Linked DNA regions of Danio rerio: region 2 is linked to region 1. A link is a contact called in public Hi-C data. All regions are on one chromosome and are shown on one strand. The core of a region is the stretch at or near the end of the contact, and the rest is flanking DNA. Distances in the headings are between cores, read along the strand shown.

Region 1 (5,613 bases), core at 397-2,896:
CTGAATTCATTGAGCTGAAATCATCAAAACTCTTGAGTTTTTTGGGGACAACTGCATAGTTTTTTGTTCAATTTATTTGTGTTGGGACAACATGAAGGTCTTGTATGGCACCCAGCATTTTTTATACAGTAGTTAAGTTTTTAATCAACCCTTTTTTCATAGATAAAAATGACCACATTAAAAATATATGTTTTAAAGGGGTAAAATGATGACAAAAATCTATCAACCTTCAATTCAAAGAACAATGTATAGAGTATTTCAATGTGGTCATTTAATTGGTGCATGAACATTTCCTGCTTGTTATCAAACTATTTAACTATTTAATTTAAACTAACTGTATAACAAGAGGCAATTCAATCATAACTTTATGTTAAAATAGCTATCATAACATTATTTATCAATTTGTGGCTCAATCTGGACTCTCAGAAGCTATAGGTATTAAACATGTAAAACAGGAAATACGTTGGAACCATTGTTTTTGTTTACAACCCTCAAAATGGTCTATATTAGTATAATGTTTTCATGCATATGTCATGTAAAAAAAGATTATTCTTCTGTTTGCGGTGATAACGAAAAAAGTAGTAAAGGTCAGAAATATGTCAAATTAATTAAAATATCTTAATTCATGAAAATAATCATCACTATAGAAGGTTACTGCTTCACTTTGAAGCAGCATAATTTTATACACTCAAATTTTTTTTATTTAAAATCAGCTCAAATCTTCACAATTCTTGAGATTTTTTGGGGGGGACAACTTAATGGTTTTATGTTCAATGCACTTAAATTTTAAAACCATTAAGTTAATTTACTCCATTGTGTGCAACCCAGTATTTTTTACAGTGTGGTTCAGAACATTTTAATCAAACTTATTTCATAGATGAAAACAATAACTACATTAAAAAATATATATTTTAATTGACTAAAATGATGACAAAAATCTATTGACCTTTAAATAATTTTTTTTTTATATCAGTATACTGGATTCATACATTATGTCTTCCATGTGAAGTAAAATAGACTTTTGTTCTGTTTGCAGTGGTAACAAAATAAGATAAAAATAAATACATAAAAAAATAAAAATAAAATATATATATAGAATTTTTTAATGAGTAAAATGATGACAAATCTATTGACCTTCAAATAAAAAAAAATTATATTAGTATACTGAATTCATGCATTATAACTTTGAAGTCAAGTAAACATTATTATTTTTCTGTTTGCAGTGGTAATAAAACAAGTAGTAAAGGTCAGAAATGAGTCAAATAAATCTAAATATATTTATTCATAAAATGATCATCACTATAAAAGCTTCCTGCTTCACTTTAAATAATTAGCAGCATAAGTTTATACAAAGAAAATAAATGCTGCTTTTTTCAAACTAATTTAAAATGAGCTGAAATGATCACAAATCCTGAGTATTTTTGGGACAACTTAATTGCTTTTTTTGAGTGTAGTTAAGTTTTTTTTTTACAGATTAAAACAATAAAAATATATATGTTTGAATGACAAAATATGGCAAAAATCAAGAAAATCAAATCAAAGAAAATCAGTTAAATAAGTGTATATAAGTATACTATATTTGTGCATTATGACATCCATACCCAGTAAAAATCTTATTCTGTTTGCAGTGGTAACAATTAGTAAAGGGCAAAAAAGTGTCAAACAAATCAAAACACTGTCTTTTTACTGTCATGTTGATGTCTACATGTGGACACCATCATAAAAAAATGTTATTGTGTGTTACTCTGTAATCCCTCATTTATTTATTTTCGTTTGTTGTGAATGCTCCATTGCGTCATAAGGAATCGGGAATTCTTGCCGCTTGCTATGACAGAAGTGTTTTCCTCTGGTCTGTGAACTTCCTATTCTCAGGACGAAGCGGATGAATTGGATACTGAGGGCTGTTTCCACTTCGAACTGTTACAAGGGTAATCAACAGCGAAGCCCCAGATTCCAGCGGCAGTCATCCACTCCTCTGACACCACAGTTTATAAACACAACTGTTGCTATACTGACGCCTGCTCTGAAGATGCAGTCATTTAGCCGCTGACCACAGCGCCTCCTTGTGGCGATCATACCCATAGCTTTATGAATTTTAACTGTCAGCAAACCCTACATTGTGAAAAGGTATATGATCAAAAGTCATGATAGAAGTTTGTATTTAAATAAACTTATGTAAAAATGTTTATCAAGGTTTTAATTAATTTAGTAGTTATAAATTATAACAATTTTTGCTGGGTCTTTCAAGTCACAAGTACAATAAAAAAGGGCTTTTGCTGCTTGTTTAAACTACTTATTTAAAATAGGTTGAAACAACACAATTCTTAAGTTTTGTTTGAGAGTTGGTTTTTACAGTGTAAATGATCTTAGCTGACCTAAAACGTTAATATTATTCAACTTAATTTAAGGTAGCAACAAATTTATTACAGTATAATTCATTCAGGACAGTGCTTCTGAACTCTGCTAAGCATTTGAGGTTGGCAAAAATGTTTTAATTCAAGTGAGATGCAAGTATTTGTTAAACCTGAGATAAAACAGTAAATGTAATTTATTCCTGTGATGGTAAAACTGGATTTTCAGTATCCACTGCATCAGTTTTTAATATTTCAATAAAAAAAGAGGAGAAAAAAAGGGTAAATTAAGAAGAACAAAAACGTACTAAGCTGAGCTGGATCTTGAACGTTACGAATTACATTTTATGCAATTAACATGCAATCAAAATATAGTAATCCAAAATAAAACTAAAAGTGCTTCAGGGGTAATTCATTTGTTGGTGCTTTTTGGATAAGCGATTCATAAAGATCCAAGAACAAAATCCAAGTCCAAGGCACTAAAAAAGTAAGCAATAAAGTTAAAAAGCCTTTAATAACATGGTTTTATTTTAAAAACAGCATTACTCTCACCCTATTGAAATGTATGTTTTGCCGAAATATGTAGCTGTGGTGCACATTAGTGTTAATTTAAAAACATAGTATTTTTGTGAATATTTTTTTTTTGTCTCTAGCGCTCAAGTGAGATACAAATATTAGTTAAAACCGAGTAAATGTAACTTATTCCTGTGATGGTGAAACTTCAGCATCTATTGCTTCATTTTTCATTATTCAATAAAAAAAAGAGGAGAAAAAAGGGTAAATTAAGAAGAAAAAAATGTACTAAATGAAGCTTGTCCTTTTAATGCATCTACCATTAAAGTATTTTGACAGACCTACTTGGAAAGAGAGCTGGATCTTAAACATTATGAATTACATTTTAGGTAATTTACATGCAATCAAAAGATAGTAATCCAAAATAAAACTAAATGTGCTTCAGGGGTAATTAATTTGTCTATGGCAGTCGAAAAATAAGTGAAACAGTAATTGTAAATATCTTATTTAAAATGATCACAATTTAAAATAAATTACATTTTAAAATTTAAATTACATTTAAACAGTTGTTTTATATTGTTATATATTAACCTTACATTATATGTTGAAATTTAGTTTATTCCTAATGGCAAAGCTTTACAAAATACTTTAAAAAAATGTATTTAATGTTTAATATGTAAATTGGGTGTTTAATAAATTTATTTGAATGGTACAAATTTTTATTTACCCATTATGTGAAAAACAGTTGCGCTACTTTTGCTTTTTTATAAAAAGTCTTTCAAAAACGTAAAAAATAAAATAAACTGCAGTCATTTTTATGAAAATAATGAATATCTTTTGAATATTTGTGTTTATTTTTTCTGTCAGTTCTGATGCACTAGCAGAAATATTTAATAAAAAATAAAATCAGGGTGTAGCCAAGTAGGAGCGCTCACTCTGATCCCCCAAGCTCTGCAAGGGTTGGGGAAACTGAACCAAAACAAACGATTACAATTGGCTACAGATTGGCAAGGAAAATTTGGTAAATGCGTCAAACAGCAGAACTTTGGAGTTAAAAAAATTAAAAATAAAATAAATAAATAATACTAACTTAAAATGTGCTTTTCTCATTTAATTACATGACTCATTTAAGACATGAATCACTCTTCAGGAAAATACATGAATTAACATGCTGCAAAAAACAATTGCAAGATGCAACCGTATCTGCACGACTCTACTTAGAAATCAAATAATGACGGCGCCAGCTAAACTAATTACTGTAGGCATCAGCAATCCTGAGGGAGTAAATCCCGTAACTACATAATGGAAAATCCGTCTACAAGTGAAACAGAGGTGAAGCAAAGATGCAGATTAAGCAGCGGGTACGTTGCTTGACTCACTACTGTTCCCTGTAATCAGACAGTGGTATGATCTGTGGACGCTGCTGTTTGTGGTCAGTGGAAAACACCCCACAGCTTCACACCTGCTCCACTGACCGCAGGTCCACAAGCCTGAGCAGGATTAACAGTCTTCAGCTACTGATATGCTTTGGCTTTTTTTCAAATGTATTATTTTATTAAAAAAGCACAAGAGAGCCCCCTAGTGTTCAATCCAAAGACAGAGTCAGATGCATGTGACCATTCAGTCTATTTGATTTACTTACTCTGGCCTGTAGATAGGAAGCCAGTAGACAAGACGTCCACCTAAAACCAAGTGATGGGCTGCAAAATTCAAGAGGTCGGCAAAGATATCACTGAGATGATAAGCCATTGAAACGGGCACGTGACTCTCTCCAGAGCTGCAATGGGATATAAAACACAAGAAAACAGAATTTAATTAGTATAAGCAGGTAAATTCAGTTAACTTCGGGTTAGTCCCTTATTTATCAAGAGTCACAACAGTGGAATGAACCGCCAACTATTCCAGCATAAGTTTTACCCAGCAAATGCTCTTCCAGATGCAACCCAGTACTGGGAAACACCCACACACCCACACACACACACTCATACACTAAAGGCAATTTAGTTTACTCAATCCACCTATAGCGCATGTATTTGGACTGTGAAAACCGGAGCACCCACAGGAAACCCACACAAACATGAAGAGAACATGCAAACTCCACACAGAAATGCCAACTGGCCGAGTTGGGACTCAAACCAGTGACCTTCTTGCAGTGAGGCATCAGAGCTAACCACTGAGCCACCATGCTGCTGCTCCTAAATTTAGTTCTTTACAGAAGTTATTTTTATTTATTATTTTTTGCATGTACTCAAATGGTTACTAATTTTGATTTGATTTTCCTCACAGAAAAAGAAAGTATGAATGCACTAGTCACACTATTCCATGCAGCATAAAAAAAATGGAGACTTCAAGCTTTAAAGATCCCATGAAATTAATATAAATGTTTTTAGATGTTAGTATCAACGTTGTTTGTTTTTAGGATATTTCTATCTAGTATGCACCAAAACAGTGACAAAATCACATTCATACGATATAAACATGAGCTTAGAGTTTGTCACTTCCGCCTAAATGGATCAACGATCACCTCATACTTCAGTTTCTCATAAAGCTGTGACCAATCAAATGATCTCTATTATTTGACATGACACGCCCCCTTGAAGACGCTTCACATTTCATGTGCTTGAACTCAACCACTCCCACTGGCAGAGCTGTGATAAAAACTAAATGCTTCTACTGTTTTTTTTTTTTAGGGGATGAGCTACACTATGTCCCACCCTCTCTAATATGTATTCTATAATCTTTGGTTAAG
Region 2 (6,055 bases), core at 1,906-4,405, 290 kb before region 1:
TGATAAGGCAACGTGTGCTAAATAAACATTTCATGGCACGCACTATCAGAATTCAGAAATGTGATCAGCAGTACCTTATAAATTTGTTCCAGAGATTTCTGCATCTTGTCAGGATGAATTGCAGACAGAACAAATATCAATGTTGCAACATCCACTGTTCCAACCTGTATGTTGGCCTGAAGATCATCTTTAGTGAGGTCACACTGAAACGCAAGGCATCTCTCGGTGCAATACAAGGCATTTTTCTGCAATAATGAATAATCATTTACATTTACTCATGTGGCCGACACTTTTTATCCAAAGCAACTTACAAATGAGGACAATACAAGCAATACTGGTTTATGTAAATCAGTAAGAATATTTTTCAAATATTTTCCAAGAGCTGTTTAACACATTTTTAAACATAATAATTTTAATACCTCATCTCATTACTGATAACTAATATTCTTTGTCTTTGCTATGATGACAATAGATATTTTTTCCAGCTGTTTTGAAAGATACCAGTATTCAACTTAACGTGCAATTAAAAGGCTTAACTACAATAATTAGGCCAGTTATTAGATAACTGTAGTCAGTTCTGGTGCGGCTAGTATTATTGACATATTTGCGCTACATTGTGGACTCATGGGTGTGCTGGACTAAAAAGGAGGTGTGTTAAGGTACATTGTTGGTGCGTGTCTATTTTGAAGAACTGAAATAGAACTGTAACTGCGCAGTTAACCAGGTAAAAGCTGGTCTAAAGTTCAGCACAGAGCGCATTAGTTATGCGCCTCTGCAGGTTCAAGCACTTAATATATACAAGATGTACAGAAATACACAAATGTCATTACATATGGGAAAAAATAAAGGATTAAAATGTTACAAACGTTCCTATCTACTACATAAAAGTCAAAACACTACCTTCATGCCTTTTTTATGCCCTGGGGGCTTTTTTCAGTTTATTCATGACAATTATCATTTTTTAAATATTATTATTGTCAGCAGGATTATTTTATACATGCATATTTATATTTGTTTTACTAAAAAAAAAGTTTAGATTTGTCTATCTGTCGGGTTTTGGAGACATACACATCACCATATGGGGGCATAAGAATGGGACGTGTGTTTGGATATAACTCATTATTATTGTTCGTTTATTCTTTTGCTGGAAATTACAACTAAATTTACAAATAGTTTTGAAGCTAATCTTTGCGCTTAACAAAGAAAATGAAATATGTAGGCTAATGGATGTCTTCAGTGTGGTGAGTTTCTTCAATTTCCATATCCGTGAAAGTAAAGAAGTAAAGAGGTAAGGTAAAGAGAAAGTAAAGAGGCTAAATGGAGGAGGCTCGTTCTTTATCCTTGCACAGCAGATGGTCTGTTTAACTGTTTTCTCACTAGTGAAGCATTCAGTTTTTCCACCTAAAACATCTGCCATGTAAATAGCAAATGCGCCATGACGCAACACAACTAACTCTTAAAGGGAATGAGAGATAAGACTCTAATTGGTTTAATACGTTTAGCTCAAAACACATCCATAACTCATTAAGAGAATAAGCACAACCCTGTTAGACCATGAGATGCGGCTCAAACCATATTTTTCTGTCCTTAAAATAGCAAAAGTTGATTTGGACACATTATTAATGCTTTTGCACCATGCACTTTAGACTTTGCACACAGACTGTTAAAATAGAGCCTTACATGTATGCTTACTTAAAAAAAATTTTATCTGCTTTTATTCCAGTCAAAAAAAAAAAAAAAAAACTCTCATTTCTCAAACTGAAAAATTGCTCTGTTAAACAGCACTGGGGAAATAAAAAAAAAAAAAAACTTAAAAATATATATAAAAAATATATAAAAAAAGTTGAGAAACTTATTATTATTATTACTTATGATTATTATATTTTTAAATGGAACTTAAAACAGAAAAGTAAATATTGTGTTCAAAGTGTAAGTGAACACAAATGCATACCGTATTACACTGTATCAAACCACTCAGTAGAAACGGACCATTAGAGGATCATATCAAAACAAATATATATATATATATATATATATATATATATATATATATATATATATATATATATATATATATATATATATATATATTTAAAAACGTAGAGCCTATATCTATAGAAAATAGAGTAGAACAGTGTTCATAATAGACACTCAGAGCAAGTGGTTTATTAAAATAAAAATAAATAGAAAAGAAATAATAGGATGTGTTATAGTGCACCATCTGTATGATTATATAGATTTCTGCAATATATTATAATTAAATAGATTCTTTGAATAATTATATAATTAACAATAAATTGACAGTTCATACAAATCAACGAGCTTATGAATAGGAAACAATATTGTTTGCAAAAGGTTGACCAGTTAACACACTTCTGGTCATGTTTAACGTTACCTTTACAAACTCAACAGCTCGTGGAGAGAAATCACAGGCATAGATAAAGATGTTGAGATCCTCTTCCAGAAGGGGAAAAATACAGTTTCCAACCCCACATCCAGCCTCCAACAACACCAACTTCTGTCCCTCAGACTGAAAATATAAGAGTTCCAATCATCCATACAAACTCAAACACGTTAACTTTACAGAAAAAGGGTGTTTAAGACCCTTTAACGTTACCTCTCTGCAGTTTTTCAGTTCATCAAACTCCCTGGTCGTCCAGTGTCTGTCTTTAAAGAAGTTAGTCGTGTTTCTCTTATAAAATAAGTCCCAGTTTTTCTGAGCATCCGTTTCGAGTTTTTGCTGCTTGAAGTCGGACACTAAAACTCGGTCATTGCCGAGTTTCTCCATCTCTTCAGGTGTCAGACTCCTTTCCCTCACAACGGTGGACTGAGGCGGGAAAACAGGACGATATTCGAGTGAGACTGACTCACCTGATGCCGACATGTTTGCCTGAGCTCCTGGTTTTGATTATTAATATCAAAGCAACTTCTTAAAATCGGATAATGTGAAGGTAACGTTATGGGATCAAAGTCTCAGTGACTTACTTTATGTTTGATAAAAATCGCAGCTGAAACTCGACCAAGAAGTAGTTTCAGGTTCTTAAATGTACTTAATCTACCTACACATTAAATGAGTAATATCGTTAAACATATAATATTGTATGTTTTCATCTTAAAATAAAGAGCTAACTGTTTGAAATTTTCGCAAGTTGACGGCTGGGATTCTGTCTTGCTCTAGTATTTGCGACTGCGCGGAGATGAAGGAAGGAACTTGAAGATAACCGTCACCGCCATCTGCTGGACTGGAGACCACGACGAGAAATGTTTCAGCTAATAAAACTTGACTTCTTGACCAACGTTTGTGGAATGGATACAATAAAAGCACTTTTCTTAGAGGTCTTAACAGTGATGTGCTGGACAGGATTCAGCAATTAGTTTAGTGTAATGTTACGTGGGGACAAAGCATTTCAAATTGGTGGTATCATTCTAAAGAAATCCACGAGGTAAGTATACTTCAGAAAACACGTAGAAATTACAAAAAAGTAATAAACATGAACCAGTTTCTTTTGTAATTAATTATATTCATGTTTTTTTGTAATTTTATGTACTGTTATAACTCATACAATGATAAATGCTAATTGATTGAATGTTATGAATAACTTACATGTGTACTATCTATCTATCTATCTATCTATCTATCTATCTATCTATCTATCTATCTATCTATCTATCTGTCTGTCTGTCTGTCTGTCTGTCTGTCTGTCTGTCTGTCTGTCTGTCTGTCTGTCTGTCTGTCTGTCTGTCTGTCTGTCTGTCTGTCTGTCTGTCTGTCTGTCCGTCCGTCCGTAAATCAATCAATCAATCAATCAATCAATCAATCAATCAATCAATCAATCAATCAATCAATCAATCAATCAATCAATCCATCCATCCATCCATCCATCCATCCATCCATTCATCCAAATAATGAAATATTCTGATTCTGAATGTGTTCTCTGTCTGTCTGTCCGTCCAAGCAAATAATTGAATATTATGAATATGCGTACTCTCTATCTATCTATCTATCTATCTATCTATCTATCTATCTATCTATCTATCTATCTATCTATCTGTCTGTCTGTCTGTCTGTCTGTCTGTCTGTCTGTCTGTCTGTCTGTCTGTCTGTCTGTCTGTCTGTCTGTCTGTCTGTCTGTCTGTCTGTCTATCTATCTATCTATCTATCTATCTATCATCGTCTGTCTGTCTGTCTGTCTGTTCATCCATCCATACATGCATCCAAATGATTGAATATGAATGTGTAGGGTAACACAGTGGCGCAGTAGTGCTGTCGCCTCACAGCAAGAAGGTCGCTGGTTCGAGCCTTGGCTGAGTCAGCTGTGTTGGCGTGGGTTTCCTCTGGGTGCTCCGGTTTCCCCTACAATCCAAAGACATGCGGTACAGGTGAATTGGGTTGGCTAAATTGTCAAAAAAATGAATGATGAATGTGTACTATATCTGTCTGTCCGTCCAAGCAAGCGAATAATTGAATATTATGAATATGCATTCTATCTATCTATCTATCTATCTATCTATCTATCTATCTATCTATCTATCTATCTATCTATCTATCTATCTATCTATCTATCTATCTATCTATCTATCTATCTATCTATCTATCTATCTATCTATCTATCTATCTATCTATCTATCTATCTATGTCTGCTTGTTACTGTCATTAAATGTGGATAAATGATAACTTACAGAGCACCGCAGATTTGCATCTTGCAATAGTGTTACGTACAGCCAAATATTTATGGCTGAGCTACCGTTTGTTGTATATTTGTGCTTGCCAAGACAATAAATTACAAATGAATACAAACTCGGTATTTGTTTATTTGACATACAGGTGCTTTTGATTTCTGGTCAGATGGCTTCGATGGAAAGCTCGGATCCTGTTTATACAGACAGGCAAATCAACACTTTGTTTGGAGAGAGAATGGAACGAAAAGTTAATACACTGTTGCGGCGAAGATTGTTGTCGCTCATCCAGTATGAAGAAAGCCAGTTCATACACCCATCCACATGCAGTCTCAGGCTGTCCGTGGCGACGGTAAGCATGCTCATTTAATTTTAATTTACTCAACCCCCGCCCTCCTCCAAAAAAATACAGACGTTTATACAAAAACTCTACTTTAATGTCTCAAAAACCTACATTCAAACCACGATGCAGTGCTGTACCTGGACCCCCTTTAAAAAAATAAACCATTCCACGGATCTTAGGACATTCCTGGCCCCTGTTACACAGTTCAGCCTCAATCCAGCACCAGACGGGGCCCGAGGGGGTGAAGGTCCTCACTGTCTGCAATGCGCCCCTCTCTCATGTGCATATACAGTATACGTTTAAATTATACAGGTAGCAGCAACACCCCCTCGGCGAGGGGATAAGAGGGTGAGGGGGTGACATGGACTGATAGAGGAAAGAAAGGCAGAGGAGCAATGAGGAGCAGCATCTGTCTATACTGTCCCAGCGTCTCTGCTCTGGTCCCTGCGGCGGCGCTGCTCTGTTTTGTTCCTGTTTTCGGATTCCTCTCGGTCGATTGTCTCCTTCTCTCGTTCCCTCTTCCTCTCTCGACGGGCCTCTGCAGTCACTTTCTCTTGCAGGTTAAAGCGTTTTTTCTTCTCTCCTCGCCGCTGGCCTTTCGGCGGCTTACCTGTGGAGGACAAATGAGGAATAGCATGAGATATTTTAAAGGATATACTTGGGCAATTTTTATTCATTAATGAACCGAAAAATGGGCTCACTTGGAAAAGTTATTGTTAATAACATATTTTTACTTATTTTAAAATGATAAATTACTGCTGTTATTCAGCAAGGTGAAAACCATAAACATAATACTACATTTCTGTTAATAAATGCTGTTCTGATCTGGTGTAAAAATATTATGGTTTCAACAAAATATTTACAACATTTACAATGTTTCTTTCAGCATCAAATCAGCAGCGCCAACCTAATTTCACCAAGAGGGACAGGTTTCATGGATTGACATGTTGATTCTGGAAAAACATTCCAATCAGCCAATCAGAATTAAGGGATCTGTTCATCTTTTATGTTAAGTGTAGGCTCACGGTTAGGTTT

The links. A called contact is a pair of places that touch in the nucleus more often than the background predicts.
Region 2: a Hi-C map of hematopoietic stem cells shows a contact between it and region 1, with 5 times the contacts expected there. The contact joins the promoter of mettl6 here to the enhancer-like site in region 1. A contact is called at or near these places in 3 of 18 Hi-C or Micro-C datasets (caudal fin, hematopoietic stem cells and an unstated tissue) and 2 of 4 datasets of contacts at active chromatin or transcription factors (caudal fin and embryo).

The regions. Positions count from the first base shown.
Region 1 is chr16:44,467,409-44,473,021 of GRCz12tu, reverse strand. It overlaps trmt11 (tRNA methyltransferase 11 homolog), which reads right to left. Exons shown (of 13, transcript NM_200216.3): 11 at 4,507-4,641. Among named protein-coding and RNA genes, the nearest start is that of trmt11, 17 kb to the right of the region's middle. Within about 2 kb of position 1,646, at least 8 of the 62 cell types and tissues checked have an H3K27ac peak or open chromatin away from gene starts, as enhancers often do.
Region 2 is chr16:44,760,789-44,766,843 of GRCz12tu, reverse strand. It overlaps mettl6 (methyltransferase 6, methylcytidine), which reads right to left and starts at 3,155. Exons shown (of 5, transcript NM_200203.2): 1 at 2,618-3,155; 2 at 2,396-2,530; 3 at 75-245. The coding sequence starts at 2,884. rspo3 (R-spondin 3) reads right to left here. Exons shown (of 6, transcript NM_001017358.1): 6 at 4,793-5,630. The coding sequence ends at 5,434.